2 separate regions of the Zea mays genome follow, and region 2 is linked to region 1. Evidence: chromatin contacts called from public Hi-C data. All regions are on one chromosome and are shown on one strand. Each heading gives the region's core, a stretch centred on a gene start, on an enhancer-like site or on the middle of the called end of the contact. The rest is flanking DNA. Distances are from core to core; before and after follow the strand shown.

Region 1 (5,559 bases), core at 2,250-4,749:
TATATTTAATTCTCTCTATACTAGTGCATCGACGTCTCTAGAGAGAGCAGACCTTATATTATGGGACTAGAAGAAAAAAAGTGATTACGTCTTATATACTAGGCCGGAGAGAGTAGCCCCAATAAAAGTATAAAAATCAATACTGTGATCAACTCATGGAGTTAATAAGGATAATTAAAATATTAGGTTGCAACAATAGTGATTAGGGAAAATTAAAATATTCATGTGCTAGAATTATATGACCGTCAAAAAGATGAAGTATAAACAATTATCACAGAACTGGCTTCTGTTATTTGATTGTCTTGAAGTAAATGATTATACATAGCACGATTTCTTCTAAAGCTCTAAATTTCAACTTCACACAGCACAGTAATATATTAAAGCACTTCAAGGAAAATCTAAGTTTTTTACTTAGATGTTATGCATCAATTCTAAATACACCTTGGCAAAGGGTTTTCTAAAGAATGTATTTCTATCATTGCGTATTTACTGTGTTTGATAATAACATACTCTGACACAAGAAAACACAGGATGAAATTAATCTAACTGCGTTAAATCTTCAAGATGCCTGCAAAATCTCCCTGATATCATACCCTTGCATCTGCAGCACAATAAGCACTTCCATTAGTCTGATTGACTTCAAACAACAACAATTTAACCAGTCTGATTTATGATTATCTTAAACATATAACTTAATAGATATGTTTAAATTAGCTGCCACCATAATTAGTGCATATATATATATAAAGGGACTTAGATGTGTTGCCTCTATTCTGCCCTGTACTCCAATGCTAATAACTGAATTGTACCTTACAACAAAAATAAGGGACTACAACAGAATAGCCAGAAAGATAAGACCTACCTGAAGAAAAGTTAGCAACAATATTACTCCAGAGTTCCAGACAGCGTGTATTGCAATAGGAGTTAGAAGGTTGCGAGTTTGAGCATATGAAAATCCTAAGACCACACCTGTGCACATAAAATAGATGAAGGAAACATAGCCAGCAAAAAATGACAGATCATGGTAACACAATAATTCTACATACTATATATGACTTTGAGATGTTTTGAGTGTGTTTAGTCTAACTATGTTAAGATACTAAGATTTAGATATTGCACATTATTTGTGGTTTTATGCCTATTACAGATGTAACAATTACCAAGCACGAAAAGCTGAGGAAATTCTCCTGGTGTAAAGTGAGCAAAGGCAAACACTGCAGCAGTCATAAGCACAGCATATGGAGTAGGAAACCTGTATCAGAACAGATTATTCGTAGCTTAAAGTTAGATCAGGCCATCTAAAATACCCTACTTTTGAAGTTTTTTAAAGGATAACAAGGCACATAATCCATGCATATTTACCACATAGTCAGGGATACCATAAGAAATCCTCGAAACACAGTTTCCTCCAGAATGGGTGCCAAAATCCCAGTGATGCCCAGCAAACAGGCAGTGCTGCAATAAAGGAAAAGCTGTTAAACAATCAAGTAGTTATCTTGTCTGACCTTATATACAGGCATGCAATAACATGTAAATAGTTTAAGGAAAAAAATAAAACAGATAAATCATATGCCCATACCTGATGTTTGACGAGCCAATCAGCGGCAACAAAAGGACCAGCGAGTCTGTCTGAAAGACAAGGTTCAAGAACTGGATCACTATAGGTAATTTTTAGCTAGTACACGACTTCATATTTATGTGAATACCATGTATGTAGGAAGCATTTTCTTTGTGTGTGTGTGTTTTGGGGGGGGGGGAGGCTTTCTTCCCCATATCTCTATAGAAGAGCTAACTTGCAATATTCATATTTCCTATATGTACAATTTTAGTTTTCTTTCAAAGTAATAAAGATGTAACACATCCGTACAGCTTAAGACAATTGAAGACTTTTGAAAAGGAAAGAACAACAGAAGACTACCTCATACCATAAAAAACTTACCTCTCTCTGTGGTGTTTCACCATTCAGAAATGTCATTGCAGCACCTGCTAAAGCAATAGCAACTATTGCAACAAACAGGCCGATTGCAGACCACAGAAGCCATCCGTTTTGCAGCTTAAGTGGTTCATTGAATTCTGAAAGTTAAAGAATACAAACAACACTAGACCATTGTTCAGAACAACCTGAATTACCACAATGCAACCATAGTACAAACGGAAAGAGACACTATTGAACACAGATATCCATATTAGATATTAAGTAATTTAATTACACTTTAACATCTTGTACAGTCCTCTTATTAAATTAGGTAATCTTTGGAAAGGAACTAACGTGTGGCCAATGTATAAAAAAGAACATGAAAATGAACACAAACGTAGCAAGACCAAACCTTTACCATAGCGAAATATATCATCTGAGAATGGTCGAAAGGTATTGGTCATGCCAAATATAACTCCAAGTACAACTACCGTCGTGCTACTGCACTTGCAGAAACAGAAAATGGCAAGTAATGTCACTCTGACACAAGATATTCAGAGCATGCAGCATATTCACAAATTAAACTGAAAACTATGGTACAAATAAAGTTTTTACATAGAGATAGGAACTTAGATCTGTACAGTTGTCCCAAGAAGAGTATCTCTGCTTTCTCATCTAGAGTTGTCTCCCCAGCTCGAAAACCTAGTTGCTCCAAAATAGATTGCTCAGCTATCCCTGTCAAAAGAAAGCTGTCTAAAGAACATTCAGCAACATTTTCAAGGAGGCATTTGCAACAATTCATGCTCGAGTTATTTTGGATGAGGATCACGCAAGAATAATAGAACACCACAAATTAAACTCCACATTACATATTTGCACAAATGGGGTTCATTTATTTCCTTTTTGGAATGGAAAATGGATTTCTTCTTAGACAACGTCATAAACTCATAATAATTGGAAGTGCCAATGCATGGTACCAATCAGCAAAGGTGTTGTTCCTACAAAAAATAGCAATGGTGTAGTACATTACCTTACTGCACATGCCACCATGGTGAGAGAAATCGTTGGCCACTCCCATGGAACATCCCACCGGCGAAGGATTGGCCACTCATCCGAGCTTTTTCCCTAACAAAATAACCTCATGGAAGGCAATTATTCCCGACTGACAACAGGAAAAACTCCGGAAAAAAATCTCGCAGCTTTTGGTGCTGTGCGCCTGTGCCCACAACAGCATTTTTTATAGCTCAAGCACCTTGTCCGGTGAAGGCGTGGGCAGTCCGTTCTCGGTGTCGTAGGAACAGTAGCAGGCGAAGCCCGTCGCCCCCATCCGCCTGCCGTTACCGGGCGGCAGCGACCGCAGGACGAGCTGCTCTGCCACTGGACGGCGGCATGTTCTTGGTGAGGGAAGTCGGTGCAGGCTCTGCTTGGAGAGGAGGTAGAGGGACCTGCTGCTGCTGCGGCGGCGGCGGCTGCACAGCGGCGGACGGGGGCGGAAGAGGAAACACGACGGCGAAGCCATTCGATTAAACCGTGTGACTGTGCGGATAAGGAATTGAAAGAGGGGGCGCAGTTTGGCGAGACCCGCTCAGACTCTCTTCAACGGTTTATCTGGTTATCCCTGTATCTTACTATCCCTTGATTCCCTTCACGTCACCAATCTCTCTCCCTATATTTGCACTCTATACTACATTACCTCTATAAAATATTATTTTTTATACATATTTATCATCTATTATTATTTTTTTATCTACTAATAAACACTATGGAAGGTGGCTTGTTGTCACACCTCTAAATATTTTGAATAAGACGAGTCGTTCAAACAAACTTTTGTAAAAAAAAAAGTCTAAGGACATCTTTATGAGACGGAGGGAGTATTTCAATCCGTGCTTCTTCGTACCTGCAACGAACCGACGGGTGCGTGGAGCTGCTCACGGGAAAAGCGCATCTGCTCCGTGCCAAGGACAAGGTGCTCGACCTGTGCGCGTGCGTGTGCATCCTGAAACATAAAAAGAAAGGGACGAGCGACTGCAGGGATTTAAAGAAAAGAAAATAAAGAGACGGTCGTGATGGCCATGCTACCAGGCGTCCAGGCCTGCGCTCGGGGATGCCAGTGACGTGGCTGGAGTAAAAAAAGGAACGCTAATAGTGTATACTCATCCTATTTATCAATCCACTCGTATAGTAATGTAATTGGCTCACACATAGCCTACTTGAGCTCATCAGATATTATTGGTTCTCGTGCATATAAAAATTTTAGGTTCTCAAGCATCAGATGGATGTAGACTGACAGATAGCTTATCTTGTCTCTCCTTCCAGCTCTCCACTCATGATACATCAGGGTTCACAATTTGGTTTGGAATGATCCGGATTTCATTTTGTTGACCAAAATTTGAGTTTTGTATTTTGAATCAAAATCTATTTGAAATCAGACCGAAATTCGTTTTTCGAAAAAAAAGCGAAACTCAGGTGATCTCACATCGAGAAATTAAACCGTGGGATACACCCCACCTAGTTAAGACCCAAAGTCAAACTCCATATATATTAGAGTTGCCTCAAAATAGATAAAGTTCAAAAGTTTACTTATGCCAGGAATGAGTGCAATAATATCACATAGCCTAAACTAATGCTATGTGATTGTGGTATCAACAGACATGTGGTGTTTAATGCAAGAGAATATACACGACCATTAGAAATAATATCTTAGGATTACATAACATCAGTGATTTGACATGAAACAAAGATACAGCTGCCCTGCCATCCATGATCCATGGCAGAGAACTTCAATCGATCATTAGACACATGGTTATCTCAGGATTACATCATCGGATGGATGCCCATGCACAAAATTCTAATTACATCAACAACAGTTTAGCAACATTACATACAACACTGAACATGCACAAATGCCACGGCAACCCGCATCCTTCTATCATATACAGGGGTTGCTGCTCAAACTCAACAAGTTGACTCCGCAAGGCAACATGCTGGAGGTAGTTGGCCACTAAGTAAGAAATCAATTTAGGAAAATCTACATACATGGTCAATAGTGCTCCGCTGCAGAAAGTCCACCCACTCCCAACGCTGATGTGCGCGACTCATTGGCTGACCCTTGTTATGATGTACCTGCCTTTCTCCATATCGTAGATCGTCTTCAGACGAGGTTTTCTCCACCTTAGAATGGACAATGCTGTAAATACAACCACAATAATGAACAGAAGCGGAACCAAGCCAGGAGAGTCATAGCTGTTTAGATATGAAACTGATGAATCTGAGTACTCTGTTCTGTTCATCGTCGTCTGCACAATGAAAGCACCCAATGCCCAGTCAACAGGCACGCCATGGATTTGGTTTACAACATCAATCCTGAGAAAAAACTCATAAATATCCAGGTTTCAACAAAGAATAGAACTTATAGAAAAGGCTTCACCTTTTATGATCCAGTGGCATTTTAAGCGTATCATGCAGTAGAGCAATAATATATGCTGAGGAAAAGCAAAAAAGAAGCAGTTGTCCGTCATCAAAAGAACTGTACTTATTTTTAATCTTCGACCAATCCCCATGGCAAAATTTCTCCCCAGCCACCATCAGATCAGAAAGGAAGGGCTTCGAACTCAGACCAAAGAACTGTTAAGCAATCAAATATC
Region 2 (5,559 bases), core at 1,781-4,280, 240 kb after region 1:
GCTAATCCCTAACAATTTATGTTACAATTATGAATAAATGCTAAGGTCATAAATGTGCTTTTATCTGGGCCGTGTCTTGTGCCTATAAATAGGTAAACAGTGTCATCGTACTGTTCACTCTGAATTGTAATCACTCCCACGTCAACAACCTTCAGCACTACACTGGACTAGGGCGAAAGCCTAGACCATTATAACTCTCTGTCTCAAACCCCTTGTTTGAATCCCAGGTGGTTCACCACTCAGAGTGAGTTCTTGCTAGCATCCCCTCTTAAACACAAATTCTATTGTCCTTCAGTTTTCGAAACCACGACACCCCCTTTTCAGTTTTTCCATAGACGAGCTGAACCACAAAAATGTTTCATGAACTAAGTCCTCGATTACTTTGGTCTATTTTTCGTGCAAATGCTTAGGAATAGCATCTCGATGGGGCAAAGTTGAGCTAGGACCAGCTCCCATCCCTGCCCTGTTCCCCAAAACCCATTCTCCGTCCCCATCCCACTTAGCTTAACGAGACAACTCATATCCATTTTCGTCCACGCGGATCCCCGTTCCCTATTTTGGACCCGCGGGGCATACTGTAGCAAAAAACATTGACTACATAATAACAATTACAAATATATCAATTAGCAAAAGACAACGAGACAAAAATAAATCTAAAATAACTAACAATCTTATAATACAAATCATAACTTACAAATCACAATTATTTCAACTTAGTAGTACTCTCATACTTTCACAAATCACATAATACACATATACGCATTAGAGTTTATTATCGGGTCTCCAATAGAGCCCACATGGGTAGTTTCTTTCCCATCCACATCCTATTAGACTCGCAGAGGAGAAACGGTACACAGAGCAGCTTGGCAGCCAAGGCACTGATTGCTTTAACTTCTGGCCCTTAGAACTCGCTGCAGACTGTCAAATGTCTAGCTTTTTTGCTCACTTTTATGACAAAATCACTTTAATCAAAATCATCTAAAATCAATATGAACACATAATCGACTGAGTCGCTGTGATAGTATGGAACTGTCACTTTCTACCTCCTAAACTATATAGACTCTTGATACGTAATTTTCACGACACTTGATTTTCTGTAGAGCCAGATTCTAAAAAGGCACTGTTTTTTTTCCTGTGCATCTTGTGAGTGAAAAGCTCTTGGGCTGGAGTAGTGACAGCCTAGACGCCGTACGTACGTACCCCTCGTGACTCCGCTCTCCGCAGAGACGGCGACATCAACGTTCGCTCAGTCTGTTCGTTCTTAATTATTATATACCTTCGGAGGTTAGTACCCTAGAGTAGTATATTTTACGAGTGTATATGTCGTGGAGCATAATGATTGGAGACCGCTCCGTGAGCATAATGGCCGGATCTGTGGAAATTTCCGGATCGTGAGAGACCTGGAGCGGACATGTTGCCAACCAGAGTAGCGCTTCATCTCTACTAATTGCGATCGCGCTTCACCTCTTGTCCATCGCTTGGTCCAGTTGTCCTTGTCCTTGCCCTTGTTCCTGCAGCAGCATGACATCTTGTGACGGCCACACTGCATCCTCTTTTGCTTGCCATTCCGTCTCTGATCTCCGACACCTCGCTCGCCGCTTCATACGTTCGTGTCGTGACCGACGAAAGGATTTCCAAGGATAGTTGGGGGGAAAACTATAGATGGCCAAACAGGTCGGCCTATCCCCACTCAGCACGGGGCGTGTTGGGCATGACCCGTTTTAGGCACGGCTCACTAGGCTCGGCTAACGAATTGTACCATGTCGGATGGGCTCACATGCCGCGGTAATGGTCCAGGTATGGTCCGTCAGCCTGCTAGCCGTTCCAGGTCGGTTTGGTAGCACGCTGATCCATATGAGTACATTGTATAATTCAGCGATTTCCAAGGATAGTCCTAGTGGGAAAAAACTATAGATGGCCAAACGGTCCGGCGCGGACCGTGTTAGGCACGGCCCACCAGGTCCGCCTAGCGAATTGTGCTGTGCCGGACGGGCCCACGTGCCGCGGTAGCGACCCAGGCACGACCCGTCGGTCTGCTAGTCGTGCTGGGCTGGCCCGGTCGCACAATGACCCATCTAATTATATTGTATAATTTAACAAAAAATGTGTAGCTATAGGGGCTCAAACACGCATCCACATGTATGAGACACTTAAACACACCCACCTAGCCAGTGCGGTAGCAGTTTTATTGTGTTATATGTTGAACTCTTATACTTAATATATATATAAACTATTAATTTCAAATTAAAAAATTAATCGTGTTGTGCCCGTGCCAGTACTACGGGTCGAAATAGCGGTCCAGGCACGGCATTATACTAGCCGAATCGGGTTATGACTGGGTAGTGTTTTTTTGTGTGTGTCTAGACTAGCCGATCGTGTTAATAACAATTGACTGTCTATAGAAAAAACACAGGGAGGGAAGACCGACGCAAAGCCGCAAACAAACCACAGGTTGCTGCGGCAGGAGCGAAGAGTAGCAGTTGCCCGTCTGCCTAAAATTCATGTGGGCACTACGGGCAGCCCAGCCGTGATGAGGCGAGGCCGGACGAACGAAGCCGAGTGGTCCGCTTAGATGAATGATCACGCTGCGGCTTCCTTCCAGACTTGAAGCCAGAAAGGTCACAGACGCCGGCAGTGAGCGGGCGCGTTGCTCTTGTTGTTTACCCACGTCGGCGTGCCGGTAAACGAGTGTGGAGACTGATGGAGAGCGACAGCCCAGCGACGATGCGCGCCCTGCCCCTGCCTGTGCGGTGCGGAATTTTGCTGGAACACAGGGCAACCCCTCTGAACCTCGACCAATTTCCTTATTTTGTGGACACGGCAAAAACAACCCACACGGGACAGGACACGGCTGCTAGCGCTGGTGGCAAGACCCTGTCCGTCTTCCTTTGGCTGGGAATCCCAATTCATTAAAAAAAAAGAAAAAAAGAAAAAAAAAAACACGGCTAAGAAGGGCATGTGCGCGCGGGGGGATCGGAGCCGCAGAGGTCCGAGCCAACAAGTATGAGCAAGCGTCGTCCTTGCATTGGCGTCCCCATCATGGCTCGGGCGCCACCACTAGTAGCTTAGCACGCGCCATATATCTAATAAGCCGGCGCTGCTGTACGTCGCTTCCGCCATCTACTTGCTAGCAGCTATCTAATAGGCCGGCCGGGCAGCGCGAAACAGCAGCGGGAGCTCAGCTCGCTCGCTCGCTCGTCTCTGCCGCCCCGCCCGTCGCGGTCGTCGCGCGAGAGGGGTGGCCATCATCCATGGGCGGCGTCCGCGGCCACAGCAGCGCCGCCGGCGTCTCTGAGGAGGCGGCGGCGGCGGCGGCTTGGGTGTGGGCCGCGGCGGATCTCCCCGTGCGCGTGGACTGGGCGGGCGCGGCGGCGCAATGCGCGTCCCTGTGGGCGCACGCGCGGGCGCTGCTGGTCGTGCCGGCGGTGCGGCTCCTGGTGGCCCTGTCGCTGGCGATGACGGTGATGGTGCTGGCCGAGAAGCTGTTCGTCTGCGCCGTGTGCGTCGCCGTGCGGGCGTTCCGGCTCGGCCCGCACCGGCGGTACCGCTGGGAGCCCATCGCCGCCGCCGCCGCCGCCGTGGGGTACCCCGTGGTGCTGGTGCAGATCCCCATGTACAACGAGCGGGAGGTGAGTGAGTGAGCCAGCTGAGCATGAGCATGGGCATGAGCTGGCGACATAACGCGTAGTAGTAGTAGTAGTGGGCAAGACTGACATGAGCTGGTGGTTGCAAGCAGAGAGTGAATTAACTGAGCGAGCGAGCGAGAGAGAGAGAATTGATTACTAGTGTTTTGACCGTGCGTGCATGTCGCGTTGGCGCGGTGACTGATGGAAGATGCCGTGTTGTTTTCTGTGAACCGTGCATGTCGGGCGCCGGCGAATGGAATGGAAGGTGTACAAGCTGTCGATCGGGGCGGCATGTGCGCTGGAGTGGCCGCCGGAGCGCTTCGTGATCCAGGTGCTGGACGACTCCACGGACCCCGTTGTAAAGGTACGCCGGCGACCTGATCTGGTCCCCTCACTCACACACTCTCTCTCTTTCTCTCGACCGGGCACCACCACGACCTTTTTGCGACGACCTTCGTGGCCAGGCCACAGCGAGCAAACCAATCAATCATTCATATGCATCCAATGGGCACGTGAATACACTCGTCTCCGTGCCCCCATGTGTCTCCATGTGTGTAATAAGGATTGAGATTTACCACTTGTGGATTGTTTGGCAACCTATATACTAGTACGTAGGACGTCTGTCAGTGGGTACGTCGGCGCCGTCGTCAGTGCCGACTAGGCGCACTAGCTAAAGTCAGCCAGGCACCCGCACTCACGCGTGGAGCGGACACAATGAGATGGCCGGGCCCGAGCGTGGCGGGCGGAGTTGCGGAGCGCAGTCGTCCACTGCCGTGCCGCGCCCCAACGCAAGGCAGCTCTGCCCGCCGTCCTCAGACAGACCACAGGCCATGCGCGTGGCTCCACTGCCACGAGACGGAGCGTAGCCCGGCTGCCCGGGCCCCGGCCCCGGCCCCCAATGCATGCTCCACCGGCAAGGTGAAGGCCAAAGGCCAGGTACGCACGAACGGGTATGGTATGGAACGCGCCGGACGGACGGGGCTCCGGAGGAGGTGGCCTACTGCCTACTGGCCTCGCGTCGCGTGTATGGTGGGCGGCAAGCGTCCGGTCCGTCCCGTCGCGGTCGTGGTCGCGTCGCTAGTGCACCAGACCACCAGTACCTTATGCTGTGTCTCGCTAGTCGCGGTCGTTTGTTTTGTTTTGCATATTTGCATTCCTGGTCAATGCTAAGAATCTAGCGGTGGAATAATAACAAGGAGCGAGCGAGTGGAGGCCGTCCGTCCTGCAGCGCAGGACGCGCCCAACCCAACCAGACGCAGCCGGCCGTCCTGCAGTCTGGAACAGCGACGACGACGACACCGCCGGCCGGAACCACAACCACCATATGTACACGCGCTCGGCGTATGGCATGGCCTCCGGGCCGGGGGGGGAGTGAAAGATACGTACGTACCTGTTCGTAATCGTACGTGCTCGGCGACCGCTACCCACGGGCGCGGGCAGCAAGCAGTCCACGTCACCCCCCCTTCCCGCTGGAGTGGCACAGAATAATCGCGTCGCGTCGTGGGTGGCGTGGCGTGGCGTGGCCGGAAGGAAGGAACAGACCACGCCCGGCCCGGGGAGCAATTTTCTTTTTTCCTCGCTCGCTAGATCCGGCGGCAGGTTTCTTCCACTTGCGCCTGCGCCTGCCGTGCGGCCGGGCACGGCGACGAATTTGAGTGCTCGTTCTCGTGCATTGCGGGCCCACTGGGACTGGGCGGGCCATCATGGCTCATGACTCGCTGCGAGGCCTCACATGGAATGCAGGGAAGGCTGTCTCCCACAGTCCACAGGGACCTGTTTCCTTACAACAACCGGTTCTGGCTGCCACTGAAATCGATCACTGTTCTTTCTTTGTTTGTTTGTTCGAGGTTATTGGCCGGGTGGAGCAGTTACGTCGCGATGGGGCAAGATATATTGGCACAAGTTTTAATGAAGAGTGCTCCTAAACCGACAC

What was found. A called contact is a pair of places that touch in the nucleus more often than the background predicts.
Region 2: a Hi-C map of bundle sheath shows a contact between it and region 1, with 2.6 times the contacts expected there. The contact joins the promoter of LOC100216582 here to the promoter of LOC100274337 in region 1. A contact is called at or near these places in 5 of 25 Hi-C or Micro-C datasets (bundle sheath, ear, endosperm and 1 more).

Annotation. Positions count from the first base shown.
Region 1 is chr1:217,808,986-217,814,544 of Zm-B73-REFERENCE-NAM-5.0, forward strand. LOC100274337 (CAAX amino terminal protease family protein) reads right to left here and starts at 3,500. Exons shown (of 11, transcript NM_001360569.1): 1 at 3,168-3,500; 2 at 2,946-3,040; 3 at 2,557-2,664; 4 at 2,334-2,416; 5 at 1,940-2,073; 6 at 1,580-1,629; 7 at 1,363-1,455; 8 at 1,161-1,252; 9 at 863-969; 10 at 511-601. The coding sequence starts at 3,434. The coding sequence ends at 560. It overlaps LOC100281594, which reads right to left. Exons shown (of 8, transcript NM_001154513.1): 7 at 5,343-5,539; 8 at 4,730-5,278. The coding sequence ends at 5,011.
Region 2 is chr1:218,047,200-218,052,758 of Zm-B73-REFERENCE-NAM-5.0, forward strand. LOC100216582 (putative mannan synthase 7) reads left to right here and starts at 3,031. Exons shown (of 9, transcript NM_001360040.1): 1 at 3,031-3,629; 2 at 3,892-3,990. The coding sequence starts at 3,252.